Regions from separate parts of the Columba livia genome. Here region 2 is linked to region 1. A link is a contact called in public Hi-C data. All regions are on one chromosome and are shown on one strand. Each heading gives the region's core, a stretch centred on a gene start, on an enhancer-like site or on the middle of the called end of the contact. The rest is flanking DNA. Distances are from core to core; before and after follow the strand shown.

The links. A called contact is a pair of places that touch in the nucleus more often than the background predicts.
Region 2: a Hi-C map of liver shows a contact between it and region 1, with 7 times the contacts expected there. The contact joins two enhancer-like sites. A contact is called at or near these places in 2 of 2 Hi-C or Micro-C datasets (crop and liver).

The regions. Positions count from the first base shown.
Region 1 is chr4:29,988,559-29,992,873 of bColLiv1.pat.W.v2, forward strand. No RefSeq gene overlaps it. Among named protein-coding and RNA genes, the nearest start is that of TRMT9B, 76 kb to the left of the region's middle. Within about 2 kb of position 1,998, at least 3 of the 3 cell types and tissues checked have an H3K27ac peak away from gene starts, as active enhancers do.
Region 2 is chr4:30,280,133-30,284,447 of bColLiv1.pat.W.v2, forward strand. No RefSeq gene overlaps it. Among named protein-coding and RNA genes, the nearest start is that of DLC1, 15 kb to the left of the region's middle. Within about 2 kb of position 2,584, at least 3 of the 3 cell types and tissues checked have an H3K27ac peak away from gene starts, as active enhancers do.

The DNA.
Region 1 (4,315 bases), core at 748-3,247:
ACAGAGGAAAATGAGAGATGGTAAATAAGCCAAAATGAAAACTCTGTGGAAAAAAAAGACTTTCCCATATCCAGCTAGAGGCCAACTGAAAGTAGCAAAGTGTTATGAAAGACAGAGTACAAACATAGGATCTACAGCTATGATCTGAAGTCCTTGCTTTCCTTTGTAGGAACACAGTCAGTCAGAAGAGATTAATGCTCATTTAAGTAACTATTAGAATTTTTAATATTTGATTCAGTACAAATCTTTGAATTTATTAAAGTTGTATTTGACAAATGGGAATGAAAACATGAAGGCTGATTCTGTAATGCAATGTGATTAGTTATTTTGATAGGCAAAATTAGATGTAAAGTCTGATCACTCTGTAATTGGAGTGCAGAAGCTTTTATGGGGTCATTAGTCTGGGATTTTAGGTAGGAAAACTAGCTTTTGGGTAGCAGTGCCTTAAACAGGCTTGGCTTACAAATAACTTCTCAGGACCTAGGTATATGTATAGGTGACTTCAGATCAAGTTGTATAGCCATTATCAAACCTAACAGCCAAATCTCTGGGATTTGGGTGTGAGTGGCAGTGCTGGTAGTATCAAGTTTTATTCTCAGCTACTTACTGTATAAGCTAGTTCTCATTTAAAGTACCTATAAGATTATCTCTGAACACCCACACGCCACTCATTTGAGACAGAGGAGCAAGGCAGAGAAATATGTATTTTCTGGGCCAGGATCTGGCAGTTTAGATAACTTATTTTGGAAAGTACAGAGGAAGGTACTGTGAGAACGGATGTGCTGTTCTAAGGAAGTGGATACAAGAGCCTCTCACTACCAGGGAATTATATTTAAGAGATTTGGTCTGCAAGAGAATCCCCTCTGTTTAATTCCTTTCCAGCTGGACCTTGTAAAGTGATTTCTCAGCAAGGCTTGTAAAACACAGCATTGTACCAATCGCTTCTATTAGTCACAAGCACATATGGGTGATGGTACCTACATCAGGCTGTGGGAACTCTGCAGGCAGCTAAGCTATGTTTGGCATTTGTCTTCCATTGCAAAATCCCTTCACAGATGCTGAACATTAAGCGACCACTGAGACAAGAGTCTAAAGCATCTACAAATCCCAATGACAAAGCAAAATTGTCTTCCCATTCTTATTGTTAGTCACACTACATGATATCATATTATGAACTTCTCTAAGCCCATTAGAAATAAAAAATTAGGAAAAAAATATTTTTCAGTTCTTAAATATTTACACATAAGTCATTAATAAGGGAATCCATAATTCTTGTTTAGTAGCAACAATAACTCCAGAAGGCTGATAGTTTTCAGAATAAATTTATGTTTATTTATTAGCACTTCAGGGGCTCCCAGAGCTGTGTGTTACTGATCTGCTCAATGTGAGGGATGTACGGACTCCTTCATTAACCAAAGAACCTGCATATATTTAAAATGGATTGTTGTCGATTGTCCTGTCTGTGATTATACTGAATATTTGTATACACTAATAAAATAGATATAAAATGCAGGAGATCTGGTAATATAGTTGTTTTCTACAAGAACGGTAATATGTTCAAAGTCGATTTAAATATTGCCTAAAATGATTCACTCCGCAGAATAAGAGACAGAAAAGCTTTAAATTTCCACTAGGTGTCACTCAATCTATTTCTTTGGTCGAACAGGATCCATTCGCAGAAGAGAACTGAGAGAAAAATGCAGCTGCAGCACTGCTCTAAAAATAGTGTGGTGGTGGGATTTTTTTTTCTTTTCTTTTTGTGAGCACCAACCAGAAGTATTTTGAAAGAATGAGTCCAAATGAATTACTTCTGTGTCTTAATTGTGCCTCTGCATTTTCTTGGTTTCTTTACATTTTCCATTTAACAGCAGTCAAGAAAAACCTCACAAACGCCAAGCCTGACACAGCTGATCCATGAGTAAGCAATTCCAGGGAAAGCCAAAAGCAGGAGACAAGGGAAGGGGCAGGAGAGCAGGACACAAGGGAAGGGGCAAGCTGGCTTTGCCTATGGGGACACCACTTGGTTATTTCATGTCAGTCCTGAGCAGACAGCCAGCAAGATTTGACCCTTTCAAGGGGAGGGTGCTTGAGATACCTCTCCTTGCAGTGGAAAACAGAATCCAACACCTTTCAAGGAAGCTCCAAAGCATCAACCCTTTGAACTGTCATTGCACTAAAAGAAGATAGCACCTTTCACAGTGCAAGGCATGGTGAGGTCCTTGGGAAAGGTCTTGAGAGTGCAGGAAGATTGCAGAAGCATGAACTGGGAAATGATTGTCAAAGGGAGGAGAGAAGAAAAGACAGATACAGAGGGAGGAGTGTGTCAACATGGATGTGAAAAAGCAGGCCAGGCACGACTGTTCCAAATAGTAGCCTTGGCCCTGTTTTGCTGGCCATAATGGCAGTTGAAGATGGCTGACTGCTCCTTGTGTCAGACTTGGCCAGACCAGAGCTGCTCTGGGGAAGGCAGCACCGAAAAGGTCTGCAGGAAGGGAAAGATGGTGCAGAACAAAACCTGCTGACTGGACAAAGTGAACCACCGCATGCTGCAGAAAGCACAGGAGGAAAGAAAGCAAAGAACATTTTCAGCCTGGCTTCATGAAAACCAAACAGGCCATTTCTTGTATGAGTCTGTCCCAGGCACATAGTTTCTAGGAACATTTCACATATACAGCTGATCTGAACAGATTACATTCCCATGGACCACAATTCCTTTCATTACCTACTGTGCCCGGGTAGATGCACTAGCACGTGTAAATCAAGACTTTTGATCTCTGAGGCTCTAAAACCATTGCTCTGAGAGCTGCAGGGTCCTTCTCCACCCCAGCTCAGTGAAGACTGGCAGGGTACCTGTGGGAACAGCAATCTGAGAAAATCTGATCAAGGGCCATGATGCAGAAGTCAGAGATATCTGTTAAAAGCAAGCAGTAGCTTTGTGCTAACAATTCAGTGTATACCCCATGTTCAACAGGGAAAGAGTTAAAGACTAATTGTGCTCAGCCAAGATGAAGCCCTCACTGGAGGAACTGGTGAGCAATGGCCATACGGATGGCAGAGGGGAGGGACAGGCTGCCCAGAGAGCTGGTTGGTTTGGTCTCTGTTTTGCTTTGGGTCCGTGGCTGCTGGGCTGTGTGATCTGGCAAAGCAGAGACCCAAAAGGGATGACCAGTGTGGTTTTTTGTTGTCCAGCCTGTATTTTCTATACTGGCATCAGCATCAGTCTTGCCTTTGCAATCCCTTGTTTTACTCCTCATAGAGCTTTTTTTTTGCCTGCTGCAAACAACTTTTTCTGTAATCCACAGAGGTCTCTTACCCTAGCAGAAAACCCATTCTTTCACACGCTCTCCACTTCTGTTCTTCACGTTATCTGTGTGGTATTTTCTGAGTTACTCCTCTTGTGTGCTGAGTTGCCTCTTTTCACCACTGTGCAGCTCTCCCATTCACCCAGCCATCAGGTGACCGTTACAGTGATGAGAATGTTATTAAAATAACCTGGTAGAGGAACTAAGACGTCTTTTAACGTAGATCCTCCCAAAACTCTGAAAACTAGATTATGATATTTGTTATTGCATTGCTCTTTGTTGTTTAAGTATTGGGTTTGGGCCTGGATAAGTACAATGGAGAAAGAACATAATGTTTTTGTGGGTCTGTTTGTGCAATTTTACAAGACACACAGAATGGGCAAACTGGAATGCAGCCACAAAAATCCTACTGGCTTCTTGATTTGATATCTTCCCTCTGAAATACCCAGGGCTGTATCATATTTTACATAACAAAAGCTGGACTGAAGCAGCATTGCTGGGGAGATGTAGTTGGAAGAAAACTAAGCACCACTCTGTTCTTGTTTGTCAGTGGTGGGGCTGGCAGAGGGCTCAGGGCACTGGAGCCAAGGGGGTACCTGGGCCACCTCCTGGAAGCAGCAGCAAGGCTTTGCAGGAGGAACTGGCAGCCAGGTGTTCAACATCTCTGTTCAGCAACTGTCCATCTCTGTTCAGAACTGTCATTCAACAACTCCCTTCGCCCATCTTCATTCAGCTCAGCTTCCCTGCTTGTAACATGAGAATAAAAACAGCTCCTCTCTTCACAGTGTGCCTTCAAGCACCAGGAGCCTTGTAGTGTAACCTTAGGGAGTCAATAAAGAATGTTAAAACTGTGTCTTCTTGCTCATGGTACTATAGTAAACAGCAAGTTTCCCCATTGGATCAGACATGGATGAAGGCTCCGCTTAGAAACATCCTGATTTGGAAGGTGTTGGCATTCTTGGCATTGATTGCTAAGAAACATATTCAGATGTTTCATATTGAAACATATTCAG
Region 2 (4,315 bases), core at 1,334-3,833, 290 kb after region 1:
TTCATTGTCTTTTACCATATGTCTCTAAAGACTAAATAATGAATAACTTAGAAAAGGGTTTTTTCCTTCTTACAATGCAATACTTGTTCCTTGCCTTTCAGTTGACATCCCTTCGTACTGTTGTGCTCTGCAGAACAATAGAGCTAGTTGTAGAAATGAAATGAGTCATAAACAACACGTGACTTGGGGCATGAAAGGCAGAACTGACCATACCACTTTGTCTTAGCTGCCGAAGGGTGTAACAAAATGATGTTTGTTTACTGCTTGAATTCAAAATGTTGCTGTTGATCTGAACTTTTTCTTTTTAAAATAAGACATTATGTAACATGCAAAGTTGCTCATGACTCATCAGTACTAACTTACAGTTCAGTTAGGCCTAATGCTCACATGATACAAGACACTGTTCCTGTATTGATTAAACATCTCATAATATGAAGCAGTGTGTAAAGATTAGTACCTCCTTGTGAAACCAGGTTGGTTCTTCTGGCAACACAGTTTTGTGATTCAAGATACATTAATCTTAAGGTGGAACTGCATTCCTCCTTCTCTCTTAGAACTCTGATCATTACATACCTACATAGGCAGGCAAGTAGCTGGAAACCCACTTTTTGTTGTGTTTCTCTCCTTGCTGACCTCTTTCCTACTCTTTCAGGAAGTCACTTTGGAAATAAACATTATTGAAATATTATACTCTGAAAAATCCTTCTGAGATTGACTCTAAAAAGGTGAGGATGGTACTGTTAAATGATCTACCAAAGGCAGATATTCTTTTTCCTCAAAGAATTCTAGCCCAGCACATCTCCATCAAAGTGGCAAGGCACAGATGGTCCCACACCAAAGCTTTCTCAGAGCAGCTCTGTCAGTTAAGGTTCAGCTGCATTTTAGGTGATGTTTGTACACATACTCCTCCAGCTATAATTAAAAATAGATAATTGTGTTGAAAACGTATTCTTGTGAAGTTATACCAGAAGACTTCCAGAAATCATTTGTCATCGTCATCACATGCTGACAATATAAAAAAAAATAAAGAAAAAATCACCATTCGTTTTGACCCCTTGCCCTCAGGATAAACTTCTACATATATAATCTTTCTTCAGCCAAAATAAACAATTTTTTTGAAGTTATCAGAAGTCTCAAGGCTCAGATTTAACCATGGAATAATGCAAAAAATGTCCTTAATTCAGACATGAATGCACAACTGAATGCCTTTGAGCTCAAGCTGCACAAATCGTGATAGTGAGGAGGTGACTAGTTACATGCATACACTTTGCCACCTCCTACTGTTAAAAACAGTAGTAGAACACTAAGCTAATATGTCACATTTCGCAGACTGGGTGCTCTGGGATCATCCAGAGTGAGCCACTGCTCAGCTGGTAAGTACTTACTAAACTGTGTTAATGCACTTCTGTAAGACTGTACGACCACATCCAAGCTGTTCAAAAAGAACACAGTTCTTTGTGACAATGATTACTTCAATTTATATTTTTCATATTAACCACCAGGAATGTAGGGGTTGTTTTTTGTTTGTTTTGTTGTTGCTGTTGTGTTTGTTTGTTTCTTTGTTTTAAACACAAATAATAAATTTTTGCATTTATTACTACAAACCTTACCCTCAGGAAATTTCACAAGTAAATAAATGCCTAGAACAAAGCAGTTGTTAAGTTAAATACATAAATAAATATGTAGAGTCCAACACATTAACGAAGAGCATTATTTCTGCTGAAGTCTGTTTCGACATGAGTTTCAGCAGATACATGTGCAACATATGACTTGATTGTATTAGAAGAAAGAAGGTACTTCCAAGATGCTTCTGTATATTGATGTTCAGGGAATTTACAGTTGAGATCCATTGAAGAAGAGTCTTAAAAACCATTTTCTTACAAAACAGCGTTTTGGTCACTAATTTAAAAAGTTTCAAAAGCAAAATAACATAACTCCATGCAGTTTGTCAAATCACACCAGCTAATATCAGATATTACTCTGATCAAATTATATTACCTACATTTTGTTCCACTAAGACCCAGGAAAGTGAAAAATATCAGAATAGTAAATATTTATTGACTGGAAAAAGTATAGTAATTAATAAAATACAGAGGTGGCAAGAAAAATATATTATCAGCTCTAAAGTAAATAGCAACATAGAAAGTTATGAAGCTCTAGGTTATGATTCTGTAATGAAGGCTCAAGGCTTGTATTGAATTACTAGATACAGCATTGAAGTGCAAAAGCTTAAAAAACCCCTGAACTGCCAGGATCTATTAGTCATTCCCACACCCCTTGTCCCAACCCCCCAAGCACAGATTTCCCCTTTTAGATGAGATTAAGTTAATTAAATAGACCAAACTCTAAGTGCCTATTCGTTTACAGGCACTGTTATTTAAGAAATAGATGCTCAAATTTCTTTGGAAGCAGAAATGTTTTAGTTACTAACTCATGTTTGTCTTAATGCTTAAGCATTTGCTCTAGCGGTTCTCCGATGACAGGTCACTTAAACTGTAAATAAAACCTAAGAAACAGCAGAACATATGTGCCAGTCTCACTTCCTCTGGCTAGCAGCAGTCAGGCAGTCAGGCAAAAAGAAAAGAACAGCTATGCAACTTCAGAAGAGAGACTTATACTTTTGTTTTGACTGGGAGAAAGTACAGGATTGTTTAATACCACAGGATGAACAAGTAGCAGCTCCTGACTCTTCACATGGGGGCAGGGGTGGCAGAAAGAAAAGGAATCCCCCTTCCTCCCCTCCCAAACAGATGTACCTGTTCCCACCTTTCTTACGTTTTGCAGACCATAGTAACTCATTTATTGTTACTTGCACGGAGGCATTTCAAGGGCTGAGTAGACCATGGCGTTAAAGAGCCTCGAACAAGTAAGTAGAAGAGTGACATCGAGTGGCAAGGCTGGTACAATACACTTCTGAAGGTCCCTGTTAGAAATTTCTTCAGCAGCCCGTTTTTAAGTCCATGAAGCATTTGATTCTTAACACTAACCTATTAATATTTAAAGCAGGATGCATGAAGTGGAAACGCTATCTTACTTGTGCTTGAACATTGGATGTTGCATTGAAAAGTATTCTTAATTGAAGGAGAAAAAACAAAAAAACAAAAAACAAACAAACAAACAAACAAAAACAAAACACACACAGACACAAAACCCACATAACCACAGTTCACATCACAAGCAGGCTTAAGTAACAACTTCAAAAAGACCAAGACTAGAACCTAATCACTTTTTGAAGCATTTATAATGCCTTCTCTTCTGAACACATCATAACATCTCTGAAGATGGAGATAAGCCATGTGCAGTGGTAAAAACGTATGTGTAAGCCCCTTGCATGTTCTACCAAATCATTCTTTCCTCTTAGGAAGGTACCAATGAATTGAAGCTTAGAGTATTTTGATTATTCTGCTTAAGTGACTCTCCATTTCAGTCCTTGAGAAGAGTCGTCTTTGAGTGACACTTATCTCACTATTAATAGAACTCTAAAGTTTATGGATGGTGTTTCACACCACTGTAAGCTTGGTCTTAAACCACAGACAAACTACTTCACAGAGACTGTTCTGTTCTTTAATCAGTTTTGTCTATAAAATGAGATACATGTTTACTATCTTTAGTTTGATGTCTTTCTAGGAAATATTCCATAGAGTTAACTGCTTCTAGTCTTCTCTCCAATATAATACATTGTCAGTGTTACAAAAGCCTTATTTATGGCTTGAAATGTCCTAGAACACTGTAATACTCAGATAATACCCAGGTGGGTGGTTAGTGACAAAAGATGGCTCATACTCCCTAGGACTGCAGCATCATACCATGCTCAAGGAATAGTAATGCACAAGGGACTTCCATTATTTGACAGCACAGGAGATGAAAGGGGTTTATTCATTAAGTTCACAGGTCCTGGGCAAGGTATTTTTTTAGTAGTTCACAGCATGCATTTTGAGTGCTGAGAAAACCTTATTTGCTAGTGAGGAATCTTCTTTTCTCTCTCCAGTATCACCACAGTAAAGGAAAAGTCTAAAATGTAATTTGTGCTTTCTGGAAGGCATGTACACAAGCATCCCCCCACCTCCAAAAAAAAAAAAAAAAAAAAAAAAGAGCTTAAAATGTAAAATAAGAATACTTTATTGATGTATTTCTCTACACCAAATGGGACACAGGAGAAAAGTGAAAGTCGAAATAGATTAATGAGAATGTGACATTAGCAGACATGACACGTCCTTGTCTTCATGCTGGAAACTTTATTTCATTTTTCAATATATGATCACAGAATGTTAGGGATTGGAAGGCAGCTCAAAAGATTATCCAGTCCAATCCCCCT